Regions from separate parts of the Gossypium hirsutum genome. Here region 2 is linked to region 1. A link is a contact called in public Hi-C data. All regions are on one chromosome and are shown on one strand. The core of a region is the stretch at or near the end of the contact, and the rest is flanking DNA. Distances in the headings are between cores, read along the strand shown. Region 1 holds the start of LOC107953017 (transcription factor PHYTOCHROME INTERACTING FACTOR-LIKE 15). Region 2 holds the start of LOC107953007.

The links. Hi-C and Micro-C count contacts between places; a contact is called where the count stands out from the background.
Region 2: a Hi-C map of leaf shows a contact between it and region 1, with 1.7 times the contacts expected there. The contact joins the promoter of LOC107953007 here to the promoter of LOC107953017 in region 1. A contact is called at or near these places in 3 of 34 Hi-C or Micro-C datasets (anther, hypocotyl and leaf).

Annotation. Positions count from the first base shown.
Region 1 is chrA07:28,221,115-28,225,135 of Gossypium_hirsutum_v2.1, forward strand. It overlaps LOC107953017 (transcription factor PHYTOCHROME INTERACTING FACTOR-LIKE 15), which reads left to right and starts at 2,571. Exons shown (of 7, transcript XM_041117898.1): 1 at 2,571-3,338; 2 at 3,435-4,021. The coding sequence starts at 3,307. LOC107953018 (meiosis-specific protein ASY3) reads left to right here. Exons shown (of 9, transcript XM_016888246.2): 8 at 208-299; 9 at 768-1,167. The coding sequence ends at 836.
Region 2 is chrA07:28,358,777-28,362,404 of Gossypium_hirsutum_v2.1, forward strand. LOC107953007 reads left to right here and starts at 1,974. Exons shown (of 2, transcript XM_041117900.1): 1 at 1,974-2,993; 2 at 3,143-3,456. The coding sequence starts at 2,264. The coding sequence ends at 3,228.

The sequences.
Region 1 (4,021 bases), core at 1,321-3,820:
TTGAACACTTGAAGTTTCAATACTCGACTTTAGTGGCCAAACTAGGTTACAGTGTAGCATTAAAGGTTCTAACTAGATTTCTGATCAACAACAAAGTGACAAACTCTTAAATTTAAAATCCGGTGCATGTGATTATATGTTTAACAGTGTAATGCTTAAATAATATTTAGTGTATCTTGCACACCTGACTCTGTCTCATATTTTCAGAAGTATCACACCAGAAGCTTCTCATGCACGTTAAAGAAGCAGCTGAAATCCAACTTAATAATGCTGAAAGAAGAATCACTTCTGTACATGAGGCACGTTTGTTGTTTCTGTTTATAATAACATAAAAAAAAAAGTTTAGCACTGGTTTTCCATAATTCAGGTATGGTCTGTGTAGTCCATTCACTATGCGGGGTATCTACTGGCCAAAATACTTGGTTGTGGAATATAGCCATACATCACAGTTAGCTGACCTTGGTGAGAAGGTTAGGTACATTACTTGGGGGCCACTAGACAGTGGAGTCATTTGGGCTTGAAATCTATGCTGTTGAGTATAATGCTTCTATCGAATTTGCTCGCTAAGTGCCTGCTTAAATAAGAAGCTTATTATATTTGACGAGAGTTTATACTGGGATACTGTTGCTACTTGCTTCCTCACCTTATGTGGAGTCCTCATACTTAAGATGGAGCTTATAGACTATATAAATTCTTGGATATAAATTAGAATTGAATGTTATCTATATAGGTTGATTAATACATTTTATCATCCTAACTTAATGCAGTCAGCAAGGGAAAAGATGCTCCAGCTGAAACATGTAATAGCCGAGTGCTTGAAAGACAGTAAATACTGAACCAAAAGAGGTCCGATGAGCAGACTTCCATTTGTCCCAGGAACTAAGAAGTCGACTTTGTAAATTTGACCGTCCTTAAAATTTTCCTGATACCTTGTCCATCTCTCAATTGTTCAATAGAACCTTATCTGTAATAGTGAACATATCATTTTGCTTTCCGAGTGGCCTGTAACTTGCATTTGCGGGAGCTTTGGCATTTATAACTATGGTGTTCCATTATTTAACTTACAATCATCCTCCTGTCCAGGGGCTGCTGTTGTTCATGATTTAAGCAACTACATCTACAATCACGGTGAGATATAAGTATTTGATTTTCTTTTTTTTTCCTCAATTCTATTTTCCTAGTGCACGCCCCCACCATATGCTGTTTGGTGTGATGTAACGAAATTGATTACCAATTATAACTTCCGGTCTTTTTCATTAGTGTTTAAACAATGTGGAGTCTTTGTTAGGTTGAGCACTATTACAAGAGACCCTGGCAGAAACTTTCTGGGGTTTCTAAGGCACACACGTCAGCCTTGAAATCGGAAGACTTAAAAATATTTCGGGCATATTCTACAGGAGATTAGATTAGGTTCTACATCTGACACTTCTTTAATGTCCGTTGAGTTGGGAACTTTCCTTATCATCATCATTATGGTGGCCTCGGCCCCTTCCTTAGAACCGTCGCTGTCCCCCTGGTTTTATTCAAGGACTGGTCACGGTTTTGTTTGGTCTACACTTGTTAAATCTTGCCTGGAAGTGGAAAATTTAATCCTAAAGGAAAGGAAAAAAATTATTTTTTTAAAGTTCAAAGACAAGGAAACATGGGCCACGTGAACCATTGGTGATCACGTGAAGTACACGCTTTCTTCTTTTTTCTTCTTCTCAGTGAAAGGATTTTGATACGAAATTCAAAGGTGGTGACTAACTGATAAATTGGGTTACATGTCGCCACTTGGCGGTGGCTCCACTTTGGACTGTGGCTAGTCCTGGTCCTGAACCCCCCAACCCACGTGAGTGTCTTAGATTCCATTATGGGCTCATACAAAATTTTGCCCACGTCTTACTCAGCTTACGAACTTTCATTTTTAGTTTCAAGATAATGAAAGATGATTCGTCACTATCCCCTTCATTGGCATGTTTGTTGTCGATTACCATGAACTTATAGTATGATTAATCAGATAATTTTAAAAATTCACTTCTCTTTTGAATTAAAAAATCACTCTTAATTCAATAAGAAAATATCATATAATTTCACAAAAGAAAACAATAAAATATCATATCATATTGTTTTAAAGTGTATGAATAATAGGATGTATAAACAAATACTAAATTAATTTTTATCATTTTTTTAATTTTAATAAACAAACAAATAAAATAAGAAAAATTCAAGGATTGGTTTACTTTTAAGATTGAAAAATGTTTTTTTGAAAAATTTAATAATGTTTATTATTACTATAAAAAAACGCTTTTGAAAAAGTATTATAATAAGATAAAAGAAATTCATTAAAAAACATTTTTTCAAAAATTAAAAAGTTTAATTTTTTATTTGAATTCAAATCTCAATTTAAAATCAAAATTTATTTTCTTGCTTAAAATTCCTATCTAAAGTTGGCCTGTAAATCGAAGGGGACTTTACGGCCAAATGAAATTAAAATGCTGTCTATCACCATAGCTTCTACCAGAAGACATGAAAGGACAAGATATTTAATTTATATTTATAATTTGAAAGCCAGTCAAATATCAGTACGTCACCATTCAAGAACATCTCTTTCTCTTCTATTTCGCTTCCGCTGCCTAATTTTTTTTTTTGGGGGGAGACTAAAGATGCTTCTATTCTGCCTAGGAACCGATCGAAAGAAATGGTCCAGCTCCCTTTACATTGAAGAAACTTCTCTTTTTCCAGGGAGTGAGTCATTAGTTAAAATACCACAATTTAATGGTCCCAAAAATCTCAAAAATGACGAATTATTTTTAGGAATATCTTCTCTTTGCTGGTGGGTCAATGAACTTGGCCTCCTTCTCCAGTGTGGATACCTAACCTCCACGCAACAACATATTTAAGATTAGACAGGCTTCAATTTTTTGTGGACGCCTCATTTTTCACCACAGGGTTCTTCCAAATCCCACCGTCTTATCAGTGTTGTGTAATAATTTTACAAAGAACCCACTATTTCTAGTGCTTGATTTGATTCCCATTTTCACTTTCATTCATTTCTAGGATTTCCAGCATCTTAGCAGGTAAGAGCCCCCTCTAAACATGTCTATGTGGGGTTTTCTCGTTGGTTGGGTAGTACAGAAAGACCATCTATATGATTTCTATTCAACTTTTTTCCCTTGTCCTTTATCACCACTGTTCTTCCTTTGGAAAGAGAAAAAAAGACTCCTGGTCATGAAAATGGAGATTAATTTGTTGGCAGAATCTCATTGTTGAGCATTATTGATGTAGGATAGGTAGGCTAGCTACATTCAGCTGCAAACACCAAGGATGACATCCGACTTGCCTAATGGACCTTTCATGTATGATTTTCTTTGTGATTCTTTTTTCCCAAGCTCTCTACTATTTTGTTATTTATGCATTGAATTTATTGATTGAAGTTTTTTCTAATAATGCAGGCGCGATCCTGATTTCATGGAGCTGGTATGGGAAAATGGTCAAGTTCTCATTCGAGGTTTATCGTCCAAGGTAACTCAAAAGAGTTTCCCGTTCTCATCGCGTTCTACTGCGAATGGATCAAAGGATGGGGGGGTTGCAGATTCCACCTTCGCCCATCCCATATCAGGTCTCTCCAGTCTCTCAAAACTGGATCGTCATGGCGTGGATGCTAATATTGTTCCAGTAAACAACTTCAATCGTTTAAAACCAAGCTACGTGCCCAATCAACTTGTAGAAGACGAGGTACCTTGCTCTTCCTTGCAGCAGTTTAAGGGATCAAAGGAGGAAAAAGATAGGGTGAACTTTTCCATCTTAAGATCAAACCATGCAAGCTCTGGTGCAATGCGCACTCCAGGATTAGCTGCAGGTGCTGAGGATTTACAAGGCAATAATGTCAGATCTGCGCCTCCAAGGAGTAGCAATATTCCCTTCGGAAATGAAGGTGATTTCATGGCGAAGCGAATGAGGCCAACGTTACCAGATTCTGAGCCTCTAAAAGAATCATTCCCTGACGAGCAATCCGAAGCTGTTCCAAATGCGAGATTAG
Region 2 (3,628 bases), core at 724-3,223, 140 kb after region 1:
AAGCCTTTATAAAGACCCAAAGTGGCAGCACCATTTTTTTTTGGTGCCACCAATTAATGTAGAAATAAAAATTATAGAATAGATCTTTATATAGACCCAAAGTCTCATTTCCCTTGTTTTCTTAAACAATGTGCGATGTAAGATATGTGTATATATAGACTCATGAATAGGTTTGTAGCTTATTCCTATACAATGTGAGATTCCTTCCTCTTTTGACTAATAACATCAAATTAAAGGCTGCACTATATTTTATATTTTTTTACTTATAGACTTTAAATTTTTTTTACAAAAAGTTAACATTTGTTACATTATAAATAAAATTTTTAAACTCTATAAGTAAAAAAATTATAAAATATAAAATGAATATAGTAAATATTAAAAAATAAATATTTAAAAAATTACTAATAGTTGAGTGATCATTTTGTAAATTTTTATAATTCGATAGCCAAAAAATCATAGTTAAGTGACTACTAATGTAATTTAATCTAGATATAAAAATATGAAAAATAATTATTATATTTTATGCATATTATATATTTCCATAGAAAAACTTATTTAACATAATTATATACTATGTTTAAATAGATTATTTATATAGTCAAAATACATCTGAAATAAATTTATCAACATTCATTAGGTGATGAAAATTAAATTAAAATTAGAATTAAAAAATTAATGAGTATAGTAAAATATTAAAAAATAAATATATAAAAAAAGAGATATCAATTTTTTTAAAATTACAAAAAAATACTATTTGAGTACCAAATACTCACCATTTATTTATTAATCAAACATGCATAACATAAAATAAAATAAAATTTAAAAGTATAACTTCTAAATTGAAATAATAGAAAATTATTTTAAAAATTAGAATTGCATAGATATTAACTTCAAACATTTAAAATTGAATAGAAGATTATTGCATGTACAAGTTTCATATGTGTAATTTTTTTTAATAGTCCTTTTGTATATGCTAACAATTTTAAAATGCAACAAGTTTAAAGGATCTCAAAAGATAATTTTATAATATGAGAAAATATTAAAAAATATAAAAAATAGAATTTTTTTTGTAAAAAATTATAAAAGATAGTATAGCCTTTAATCTTATGTTGTTAGTTATAATAGGAATGAATCTCACATTGTCTAGAAACAAGTTGCAAACCTATTCATGGCTCTATATATACACACATCTCACATCCTATATTAGTTAAGAAAACAAGAGAAATGAGAGTTTATATAATTATTTATTTTGTAAATTTTATTTCCATATTAATTTGTAGCACCTTAAAATAAAAAATCTATTTTTTATAACAGCTTATCCTTGTAAATTTTTAAAAAATCATTTTTTATAATATTAAAAAAAAAAGAGTACGCCCATATCAACGTATTTTTACGGTTCAACACATTTTTTTTTTAAATTCTCTTAAAATAATTTCACGTGGATGTATTTTAAAATTTTTAACCCAATCCACCATTTTCATAAACAATGTTGGAAATGAGTTTTTGTTTTTTTGGGTAAAATAGTCATAAAGAAAAGCCTCATTTGTAAAAAAGAAAGTGAAAGTATAAATAAAGAAAAGGAATGGGCAAAAAGCAATGGCACAGTATAGTGTACAATGATTTCGAAACAGAGCTAGGTTATGGGAAATCGTGAGGGCAGGTTTCAATCTTTGGTACCTTGTTGACACGTAGTGAGTCGTGACTCGTGACCCGGTTATGAATGAAGTAGAGTGGTGTTAGCAGCAGGAAAAGAATTTGTGTGGAGCTACGTGTCCTTGAGCAGATCTCTACGTCATTTGGCTCAATATTGCCATGTGTAAATAACTTGTAATCATTTTTAATAATTATTCAAAAAAAAAAAGCCATATGGTCCGAAGCTTCTTACTTAACTAATTTGATTTAAAACCAAAATTACAATCCCAACCTTCTGCCAACTACCAAAAAGGAAGTAAGAGGAAGTGATTGAGCACCGAAATGGGTATCTCTGTAATTAAAGGCTTCAAATTTTCTGCGTATAAATTTGGTTGTTCAGAGTGAGGAGTGTGTTTATTTTACTTTTTATTATGAAATCAGAAATTGATGAATGATTCATAAAAAGCCCAAACGCCACACCTTGTTAAATAATGTATAGCCAGCCGGTCTTTTTGTTTTCTCTCTAATATATCACTTTGATAACAGAAAAAAGAAGAAGAAAAGCACACTTCAACTTCATCGTTCTTTTAGTTTCTTTTTCTTTCTTTTTTTCTTTTTGTTGTTGCGAAAGATGGCTTCAGATGAAAGTATGACGGTTGTTTCGTCCATGGTGGAAGATGACTATGACGATATTGATTTTGGGTTTGAGCATCAGGCCCATACATATAACTTGTCGAGGCTTTCCATGTGTACCAGTTCCATGTACACGAACGAGGATGATGATGATGATGATGATAATCTGGGGATGTATCTGTCGAGGTTGTCCTTTGATGCAGATGTTGATGAAGAGTTCCGTGGCAAAGAATTGCTTCAACTCTCTTCTGACTCCGACAAGGAACCTAGCTGCTACTCTCTTCCCGCCACCCCACCTCGCCGGAGGAACCGAAAAGCGGTGTTGTCTCAGGAGCTGACGGGAGTGGCGAAAGATTACGCAAGTGAAAATGAAGCTCAAAAGGGTGGTTTAAGAAGGTCAAAAGGGAACAACAAGTCGAGGAAGAGGAGGATTACTAGAGATAGATGGGAAGATAATGAGAGTAAAAGCTGCAGCAAGAAGAAAGATGGAGAATTAATTGCAAGTTACAGCAACCATAGTGGAAGTTTCAGTGGGGAAAGTGAAGGGGGTAGTGCGGGATTGGTGGTGATTACAAGGCCCAAAGGTGGGCAGAGGTCGCTGTGTATGGACTTGGAGGAAGTGAAGGCGTGTAGGGATCTTGGGTTAGAGTTGGAACATGAGCGTATGTTGGAGATGCCTAGTAGCGGTGGCAATTCTCCGATCGCCAACTGGCGTATCTCTAGCCCTGGTTAGTCAAAATTACCTTTAATTTGGACCTTTATGCTTTCTTTTCTAAACCTAACAGGAAACTTGGGAACTACTGATTGTTTGATTTATATAAAGGCTCTGCATAGCATTTTCAGTTCATCTGATGGGATGTTTACTCTGTAATTTTAGGTGATGACCCAAGAGATGTGAAGGCTCGGCTCAAGGTGTGGGCACAAGCTGTGGCACTTGCATCCACATCTAAACATTGCAGCTGACTAACTGCTGCGCTCGACTATCATCGTTGTTTCCATTAAAAAACCCTTTTCGATTTTAGTTTCTTGCTTCCTAAAAAACCAAGTTACACTTATGTACAGCTTTCCACTTGTAAATATAAACACTGTGGATTATGAAGCTAGATGGTAAGCTTAAGCTTAAGTTACACTTTGTAAGCAGCAAGACTGAAGGCTAAAGCATAATTTCAGTTTCGAGCAGTGTTTGTTGTATCAGTTCTCTGTTGTCATTCTTCAGTTTTGACTTGGATATGGTTTTAGGTACAGTGTTCCCAAAAATTGCTGTTGTGTTAGAAACAAAAAGAATTTGTTCTAAATGACCTCTATTCCAACCAAACAAATCGCAGTGCCCCCACTGTAAACAGAGTTAAGCTCAAAGGTAAGA